Linked DNA regions of Mus musculus: regions 2 and 3 are each linked to region 1. A link is a contact called in public Hi-C and HiChIP or PLAC-seq data. All regions are on one chromosome and are shown on one strand. Each heading gives the region's core, a stretch centred on a gene start, on an enhancer-like site or on the middle of the called end of the contact. The rest is flanking DNA. Distances are from core to core; before and after follow the strand shown. Region 1 holds the start of Tbxas1 (thromboxane A synthase 1, platelet). Region 2 overlaps Hipk2 (homeodomain interacting protein kinase 2). Region 3 overlaps Tbxas1 (thromboxane A synthase 1, platelet).

What was found. A called contact is a pair of places that touch in the nucleus more often than the background predicts. HiChIP or PLAC-seq counts read pairs in DNA pulled down with a chosen protein or histone mark.
Region 2: a contact with region 1 is called in a Hi-C map of liver, with 2.3 times the contacts expected there. The contact joins the enhancer-like site here to the promoter of Tbxas1 in region 1. A contact is called at or near these places in 1 of 39 promoter capture datasets (macrophages), 1 of 15 datasets of contacts at CTCF or cohesin (embryonic stem cells), 13 of 484 Hi-C or Micro-C datasets (CD4 T cells, CD8 T cells, the HPC-5 cell line and 10 more), 1 of 115 datasets of contacts at active chromatin or transcription factors (embryonic stem cells) and 2 of 9 other capture datasets (embryonic stem cells and liver).
Region 3: an H3K27ac HiChIP or PLAC-seq map of acute myeloid leukemia shows a contact between it and region 1, with 4 times the contacts expected there. The contact joins the enhancer-like site here to the promoter of Tbxas1 in region 1. A contact is called at or near these places in 17 of 39 promoter capture datasets (the 3T3-L1 cell line, 3T3-L1-derived adipocytes, the C10 cell line and 10 more), 4 of 15 datasets of contacts at CTCF or cohesin (the G1E-ER4 cell line, the NIH/3T3 cell line, embryonic stem cells and 1 more), 96 of 484 Hi-C or Micro-C datasets (the 63-12 cell line, 8-cell embryo, the AML12 cell line and 45 more), 12 of 115 datasets of contacts at active chromatin or transcription factors (the HPC-7 cell line, acute myeloid leukemia, bone marrow-derived dendritic cells and 6 more) and 5 of 9 other capture datasets (adipose tissue, embryonic stem cells, liver and 2 more).

Annotation. Positions count from the first base shown.
Region 1 is chr6:38,917,699-38,920,398 of GRCm38.p6, forward strand. It overlaps Tbxas1 (thromboxane A synthase 1, platelet), which reads left to right and starts at 1,288. Exons shown (of 13, transcript NM_011539.3): 1 at 1,288-1,543. The coding sequence starts at 1,455.
Region 2 is chr6:38,851,685-38,854,384 of GRCm38.p6, forward strand. The region is part of intron 1 of Hipk2 (homeodomain interacting protein kinase 2); the gene reads right to left. Among named protein-coding and RNA genes, the nearest start is that of Hipk2, 23 kb to the right of the region's middle. Within about 2 kb of position 1,322, at least 15 of the 459 cell types and tissues checked have an H3K27ac peak or open chromatin away from gene starts, as enhancers often do. A contact at or near this core is called in liver, where this site is marked.
Region 3 is chr6:39,016,895-39,019,594 of GRCm38.p6, forward strand. It overlaps Tbxas1 (thromboxane A synthase 1, platelet), which reads left to right. Exons shown (of 13, transcript NM_011539.3): 6 at 998-1,086. Among named protein-coding and RNA genes, the nearest start is that of Gm23010, 4.6 kb to the left of the region's middle. Within about 2 kb of position 1,272, at least 11 of the 459 cell types and tissues checked have an H3K27ac peak or open chromatin away from gene starts, as enhancers often do. A contact at or near this core is called in the HL-1 cell line and acute myeloid leukemia, where this site is marked.

The DNA of each region.
Region 1 (2,700 bases), core at 38-2,537:
ACACTTATCTCACCTTGGACGCCTTAGGGAGCACTGTGTGTGTGTGTGTGTATACACAAGTATATATGTTGTTTTTTCCACAGTGTTGCTCTGGCATGTGCACTGAATTCAGTCACATCTGAGGTTGTTCCTTCCCTGAGCATGGCCATAAACCTGCCGTTGCTCCAGTAGCACTAGCTGTCACTCTGCATGGTAGCTCCTTAATTTGAGCAGACTATCTGACCCTGTGGAGGAGAAGCCTACTCTGAGAGAGGAGAAAGAAAGATGGGGGGGGGTAGTTGAGGAAAAGAACAAGGCTCGTGGGTCTTACCGTAGTACTTAAAGCGCAGAAAGGTTTTCCCACCTCCAGGCCTCCACCCATGCTCTCTTTCTGCTTCTCCTGCAGCTCTCTACAGGACAAACTGCTTTCTCACAGGCAAATCTCAGTGATGGCTTTCCTCCCTAGAGTCTTCCCCACTATACCTCCTAGCAGGCCATCCCACAGGCTGTCCCCGAAGCTCCGTTTTGAGAACCTTCACAGCACTGTTCTGCACTGGTAATTATTCCTTCGTTTGTAGACTGTATATCCATCTGCAAAGAATCTTCTCCAGGGTTGGGGGCCAGCATCATTTGTGAGTATGGCGGATGCTGACCCCATATACACTCTATGAATGGCCGAATAACGTCATGGTGGGTGTTTTCCTGCTCACCCAACCTTTTTATCTGTCTTCAGGATGAAACACGCTGATGAATAAGCAAATAAAATCATCCAGTGTCTTTCATCAAATTAGACCAGAAGCTAGAACAGTCAACCCACACACGACTACGAGTGAGCTTTTACACAACCAACAACTCATGCTGAGAGCGCTCACCCGAGGTAAGATCTGTGGTCTGCACCAATACTGTGAGCATGCCTCTCCTCTCAGTCAGGAGCTTGCATCCTATAACCAATGCACTGGGAGGTGGTTGGCTACAAAGCAGATGATGCTGTCCACCTGGCCCCCAGAATCCATGGAACATTCAGAGTGCCCTGGCCTGTGTCACCACTGAAGTACAGATCGACAAAGGTGTAGAGAGGCAAATCTTGCAGGAGGTCTTTCTCTGAGGACGGCGTATTTGAGAAGCAGTCAATGGTTAACAACCATTTTGCTTCATGATGACCATGAGGCCCGCCTGTCTGCTCCTGTTTCTGGGGAAGCTAACATAAATGTTTATTGACAACACAGTCATCAAGAAAATAAAGTTGCTGATTCATTGCCCTGAAGCCCTTTGTTTCTCCCTCTGCTTCCTTCCTCTTTATAAAGAAAGGCACACTCTAAGAAAGAGCACTTTTGGGGGACTCACTTGATGGGATGTTCAGCTGACTACCTACTTCTTTCTCCACCACCTATATACAGATCAGGACTCCTATAAGGGCAGGAGAGCAGCACCCTCTTTCCTCCTGAGGACCACCCCTCCGGGGTCTCCGAGGAAAAATGGAAGTGTTGGGGCTTCTCAAGTTTGAAGTCAGTGGTACCATAGTGACTGTGACTCTGCTCGTGGCTCTCTTGGCCCTCCTGAAATGGTAAGTGTGGCCAACCACAGGGACTGCGACACTACAAATGTCAGCCCAGGAGCCTGTGGTGCCAGGTGGGGTATGCGGGCGTGTGTTTTTCTTCTTGTCTAATCTAGAGGGAGTTGAGTATTAACACGGCTTCGGAATTAAAAGCAAACAGCCAGGTTAATTTTTTGCTAAAATGCATGAGATTCAAGTGTCAGGAAATGCTGGAGACTCTGTGACTGGGAACGCTACACACAATTAAGTCTGAAAGAAATGGAAAAAGAAGCGGATTGGAAAGGCATCGGGGATGGCTAGAAGGGCTTTCTCCAACCCTGACGTACCTGCTCACCTTGTTTTTTGAAATCATTTCATGTTGAGTTTGCAACGAATTCAGCCTCTTGGCTCACATCAAGTTAAAGACATGGAAGCTCTTCGGCAAACAAACTTTACTGGGGACAGAGATGCCTGCAGGGTTAAGGACAAAGTGGTAGAATAAATTTCCCAATTTTCTAATATGTGGTAGAAGGGGATGGGTGCCAAATTAAGAGCCAGGTGTGGTGACAATGAAGCTGGGGACCCAGAAGGAATCTTAAACTTGTGCTACATACACTGTTGCTCTTTGTGTGTTTGTTAGTTCAACAACAGACCTTGTGTTTTAAAAGCTGGCCCCAATGGTGACTGTGAAGGACAGACCTCACAATGAGCTATATTTGTGTTTACCCAGCGGGGTCCTTACCTTTCCTGGAGATACCCATGGATTCCCAAACACTTGGATTTAGGTTGTCTCTGGGTTTTGAGGGGAAAGTGGAAAAAAAAAAGAAGAGCTGGAAGAGAGTTTCAATTTATGTTTCTAGTGGTAATAAAGCCACCCGTAGATTAATAGCTGGGAAGGCACTTTGAAAAACATCAAGCATTATGCAAATGTGAGGTATTATTCTTTTGGAATTTGCATAGCTGAAAGTGGAATGTGCGTTTGATGTTCTCTGATGATGATATGACTTATTGGAAATTGGCTCTGAAGCCCAGCATCGGGCCCAGTGCTCTTTTGGTTTTTAACTGGTTTGGTTATTTTTTTGAACTTTTCTGTCTCAGCATAGCTGATCTGGCATTGAAACCAGCCACGTGTGAAAACAAGAGCAAAGGGTAGTCCCTTGCCCCCGTCCCTAACAACCCACTTCAAT
Region 2 (2,700 bases), core at 72-2,571, 66 kb before region 1:
CGGCGGCGAGCCTAACAAGTTCATCTCTAATAAATACTACATGCAAAAGGCTCTCACTTTTCTATAAAGGAATTCAAAAGGAAGGAAGAAAGGGAAGGAGATAGGGAGGGAAGAAGGAAAGAAAGCAGGCAGCCCCATTTCAGAGTATACTCCATATCCCCTCAGCATTAGAAAAAAATCTTCTTATCTGTAACTCTAATTGCTCACAAGCCACCAACATTTTGCCTTATCTAACTGGCTTTCTTCTTTGTTTGAGACAAGTTCTGGCTATATAGCTCCTGCTAGCCTGGAACTCACTGTGTAGACTGGGTGGCCTCAGACTCACAGAGATCCACCTATTTAGCTTGCTTCAGCTTCCTGGGCGAGGATTAGAAGCATGTATCACAAGGCTTGGCAGCCTTCTTAAAGAGACACACTAGACACACACGCACACAACACATGTACACATGTTGCCTAAGGCTCAACATCAACTGAACTCCAACTGCCTACTGCATCTCCCTGCTGCCCCTGCACCACCCCTTAAGTGTGCCCTCCTCTTGCTACCTAGAGAACACTGACATAGACATCAAAAAAAAAAAAATCAAAGATGCAATATAGCACAGAACCACTCTTCAAACCCTGACAAATAAAATAATCCACTTTTAATATTCTAGTCTCCTCCACCTCTATCTACCTCATGCCTGCTCATTACTTGAGTTGTCCACATGTAACTTTCCCACCCAGCTCTCTCCCTTCTGTACCAAGTCATGACCACATCCCTTCTAAGGAACTGAAAGCCATGAAGCCCATTCAGTGGGTTTGAGCCTATTGCATCTCCTGCTTGCTCCCTCCGACTTTTCTTTTTGAGGGCAGAATTCCCCACTGTCGGCTTCTGGGCAGCACATCCTGCTGCTCTGCCTACTTTATCAGATGCACGGAAGGCAAAGCAATACACTCTGCTGAAGCGCCTGTCCTGCTGCAAAGCCAGGGACTGTCCTTCACCAACATTTCCAGCTTCATTCCTAAATTTCCCACACTCATCCAATGAACTGCTATCAGCTGGAGCTATACACATCAGAGCTCATCTCATAGTGGACTCAGATGACAAGTGGGACAGAAACAAGTGTATTATTTTATTGCACAATATGTCCTTATTACCATGAAACCAACTCCAAGGGCAGGTCCCACCATAGGGTCAGTCTCTCAGCAAGGGCACAGGTGTGTATCTGTCCAAGAATCTTCTGTGACTCTTTAAAGTTACTCAGGAAGGCACTGTGAGTTCACTAGTTTGTTCTCGGCTGAACAACTACCATGGGAATTCACATACAGTGTGCCTCAATGCACTGGCTCCAGAAAGGAAAGTAGCAGAGGCGAGCTTCCTCTGTGGAGCAGAGGGCAGCAGAGGTACCAGAGTGCCCTTGAAAAAGACTGGTAAAGCTGAACGACCAGTAACTAAAAAGCCAGCTTCCCAGGGAGCTCAATGGAAGTGGCTGGCCAGGTAGCCATACTAGAATCAGGGAAGACAGTAAGTAATCACTAGAGACTTCCTACAGGCCATGGTGTTCACTGAGAGCAGCACTAACTCTAAGGATGAACACCAGCATGGCACATGCCCACAGCATAAATGCCAGAGGAGGGAGAAACAGTAATGATACCAATATCATGAGGGACAGAGAAAACCCTCTCCTGGGACCATACACAAAGAATATATTTCAACACAACATGTAAGTTTTTCCAACAAGATAGATAAGGGTTTATGTATCATCATAGCCCATTTGCTTAGAGACAGGCAGACGGACAGACAGTCGGATGGATGGAGCAAAGAGAAAGGGGCAGGAAATGAAGTATGTTGGACATGTGAAAAAAATCCAAAAGTGAAGCATCTGGAGACCTGCTGACTCTCAAATCTTGTTAAATGGCTGCAGTGTGAGGAACCGGGTATTTCTGCACAGGAGTAACATGTACACTACCCCACAGGCGCTGGGCCACACACCCTAATCCAATACAGCACACATAGTTTTTTTAAAAATTAAAGTGCACCTGTCCCTTTAACTATGCCAACTGTGAGATGGGGAAGGCGCCAGTGGAAAGGCATTTAAAGCAGATTGCCCCATTTAGGGAGATATGATTCTTGGAAACGAAGACTGGCATTTTTCCTAGACTAAAGGTTACACAGAATAACCAAAGAGAAAGAGGGCAACAGCCTCACCTGTTAGGCTTCCACCTGACTTCAAAGGCAGGAGCCACACAGGAGCCAGACGTGGAAACAGAGGCCAGGGGAAAGCTCAAGGCCCCAGGCTGCTCTCTGCAGTAATTCAGGATAGTCCTGGTTACCTCAAATCTCTGTTTGCCTTTAAAAAGAGGACTGGGGAAGCATACTGTGAAGCAGTCAGGTCTGAAGGCAAAGAAAAAGGGAGAGCCTGTCCTTCAAGCCCTTGACCCTTAATTGCAGAACCATTTGAGGAATGCTAATTATTTTATCTAAATCTCCTATGATAGAAGGTGCACAAACAATAGATGGCCTGCAAATATTATCTAGTTTAGTATCAGGGAAATAGACAACTCAAAACCTTTCGTGTCAGTGGAGAGCACAACTGAGTATGTCCAGACCATTTTGAATACAGCAAGGGAAGAGCTAAAACTACACACTTCAGACATATCATCTCACAACACGACTAAAACTATTAAGAAAAAGAGGAAGAGATCTTTGTATACAGCAAG
Region 3 (2,700 bases), core at 22-2,521, 99 kb after region 1:
GAAAAAAAAATTTAATTTAAATACAGTTTTAAAGTTTCTTTCTAATAATAGTAATAATAATGAAAACCAAACATCAGGCACCATTTCAAAGTATTAGTCCCATAAATGCTCAGAAGAACCTACAGCAGTATTCTGCCTCAGATATGACACTGTTCTAGGATGTGTACTCAGTTGAAAGATCCCCCTTGACAGTTCCAGCCTGGCCCTTCAAATATATAGGAGAGAATGAAAGCCCTTAAAGAGTGCTACCCACCCAAGAGAACGTCTTGGACGTCAAAGGGACGGGCAGCCAAGCCTGCTGTCTAAATGTGCTGGAACCACGGAGGTGTGCACAGCGCTGCTCTCTAGATCTTTCTCTGGGCATTAGAAATTTTCCACAATAAAATATCTTCTTAATGTTAAGAATTCAACAATTCCTCGTGCAGGTCAAGAGTTACCCTGTCTTGGAAGGCGTAAGCAGCTGAAACACAGATGAAAACCCCTCTCTCAGAAATACCATTAAGATAACTTCTGCCTTAATTAAGAAGTTGGAACAGATGACCCTCAGTGCCTCCGGATACTCGAGTCTATGTTCTGGTGGGAGATCTGAAAACTTAATTGGAACAGGCATGCACGGACTTGGGCTAGTTCCAGGGCCAGGACATATAGAGTGTGGTCTACTTGCTTGCTAATGCTCACCACACGCCAGGAAGCCAAGCACCGATTTGAAGTTTTGTCTAAACACTTAGTGATAGCTTTCATAATTATTTCACCAGATCTACGTTTGGTCCTTTCTCCTTTGGTGCATCTACCCCAGAAAGCTCACTTGAGCTTAAGATAGGCATTTATGGACACTGTATTTTACAAATATTATGAATACTTTCTTAATCTTCGCCTCGTGAAAAGCACCTTTGAAATACAGTCTGTTTCCCTAGAAAGCACTGTGGATAACCTTGTCCATCATTGGCAGCCAATTTAGGCACGATGCCCTAATTATACCTCTGCTATCTATTATCAGATGACACCTCTCATCAGCCAAGCCTGTGAACTTCTCGTGGCTCACTTAAAACGCTATGCAGCATCCAGGGACGCATTCAACATCCAGAGGTAAGGCTGCTCCATTACAAGTGAGAAGTCACAATTCTGAGTGGATGATCCTTGCGACAGCACATAATGGCTGGACAATTACCTCGGGAGTTGCAAACCGGAAGCACCAGTCGGTCATAACGGTGTGGGTAGACTGACTAATGAGAAGAAACCCCACCTAAACCACGAAGCAAAGTAACTTGAGCCAGGGATGCCAGCCTAGTGAGGAAAATTCAAATGTGCGGTGGTTAGTGCCTGAGTAGACTTAGCCTCTGGTCTCCAAGGACATGATGGGCAAGATCTGCCAGGGCAGAAGGGACAGGGACTTTCAAGAAAGTACCTAAACTTTCACAAGAAAAATACCGAGGCCAGGCGTGGAGGTACACAGCTTTCATCCCAGCACTTGGGAGGCAGGGGCAGGTAGATCTCTGAGAGTTTGAAGGTCACTGGTCTACATAGGAAGTTCTAGACCAGAGCTGCACAATGAGGCCCTGCCTAAAAACAAAAAACAAAACAAAACAAAAACCCAAACAAACAAACAAACAAGTGAGCCATGAGGCTGAGGCTGAGCTTGGTTAGTAAAATGTGTGCTTGGCTTGAGCAAAGCCTTGGGATTGATCGATCACCAGCATCAGTACCACATGAAGCCAGGCATGGTAGTACACATCTATAGATCCATACTCTGGATATTGTTCACGTGGGGAATACAAGGCCTGCCTGGAACACCTGAGACTCTGTCTCAAAAAAGTTAAAAATTAAAAAAGATAATGTAAATAAGGTATATTATCTGACCCACTACAGAAACTAAGGCCAGAAGAACACAAGTTCAAGGCCTGCCTGGGCTACAGTGAGTTTAAGGCCATTCTGGGTGCTTTAGTGAAATTGTTTCTCAGAATAAAAAGTTAAGGGGCTGGAGAGATGGCTCAGCAGCTAAAAGTACTTTTTTGCTCTTCTAGAAGACCCGGGTTCAAGTCCCATCATCCATGTCAGGTGGCTCACATCTGTCTGTAACTTTGGTTTCAGGGTATCCGGCGCCCTCTTCTGGCCGCTGTGGGCACTGCAGGCATGTGGTGGTATATATATATATATATAAATATACTCAGGCAAGCACTTATACACATAAATAAACGACTAAATCTCTAAAAGTGAAAATGGTGATTGGCTGGGGAATATAGTTCGAAAGGATAAAGTGCTTCAGCATATACGAGACCCTAGATTCAAATCTCAGTTCAGCTTAATATATTAATAAATAAATAAGTAGTGATCGTTTGTGCCTAGCAGCCACAGCTCAGTGGTGGGCAGGAGAGTGGTGTTAGGTGTATATAGCTGGCAATTTAAGCAACTGACTGACTTTTCTCCTAGCAACCTTTAGATGCTCTAAGCTAAATCATGGCTGGCAGCAGACTGGGAACAGAATGACTGCAGATCAGCCACAGCTGACTCAGAATCATCACTGCCAACAGAACTAGAGGCTAGTCAATGGCAGCGTTTATGTTGTTCCCAGCTGTCAACAAACCTTCTCGCCCACACTCTCCCAGAGTGTAAGATAAGGTGGCCCCCTCTGCTATTAAAGCAAAGCAAATAACTCTTCGGTCCTGGAACCCTCAAGCACTAGGGTCTGCTGGGATCGCACTC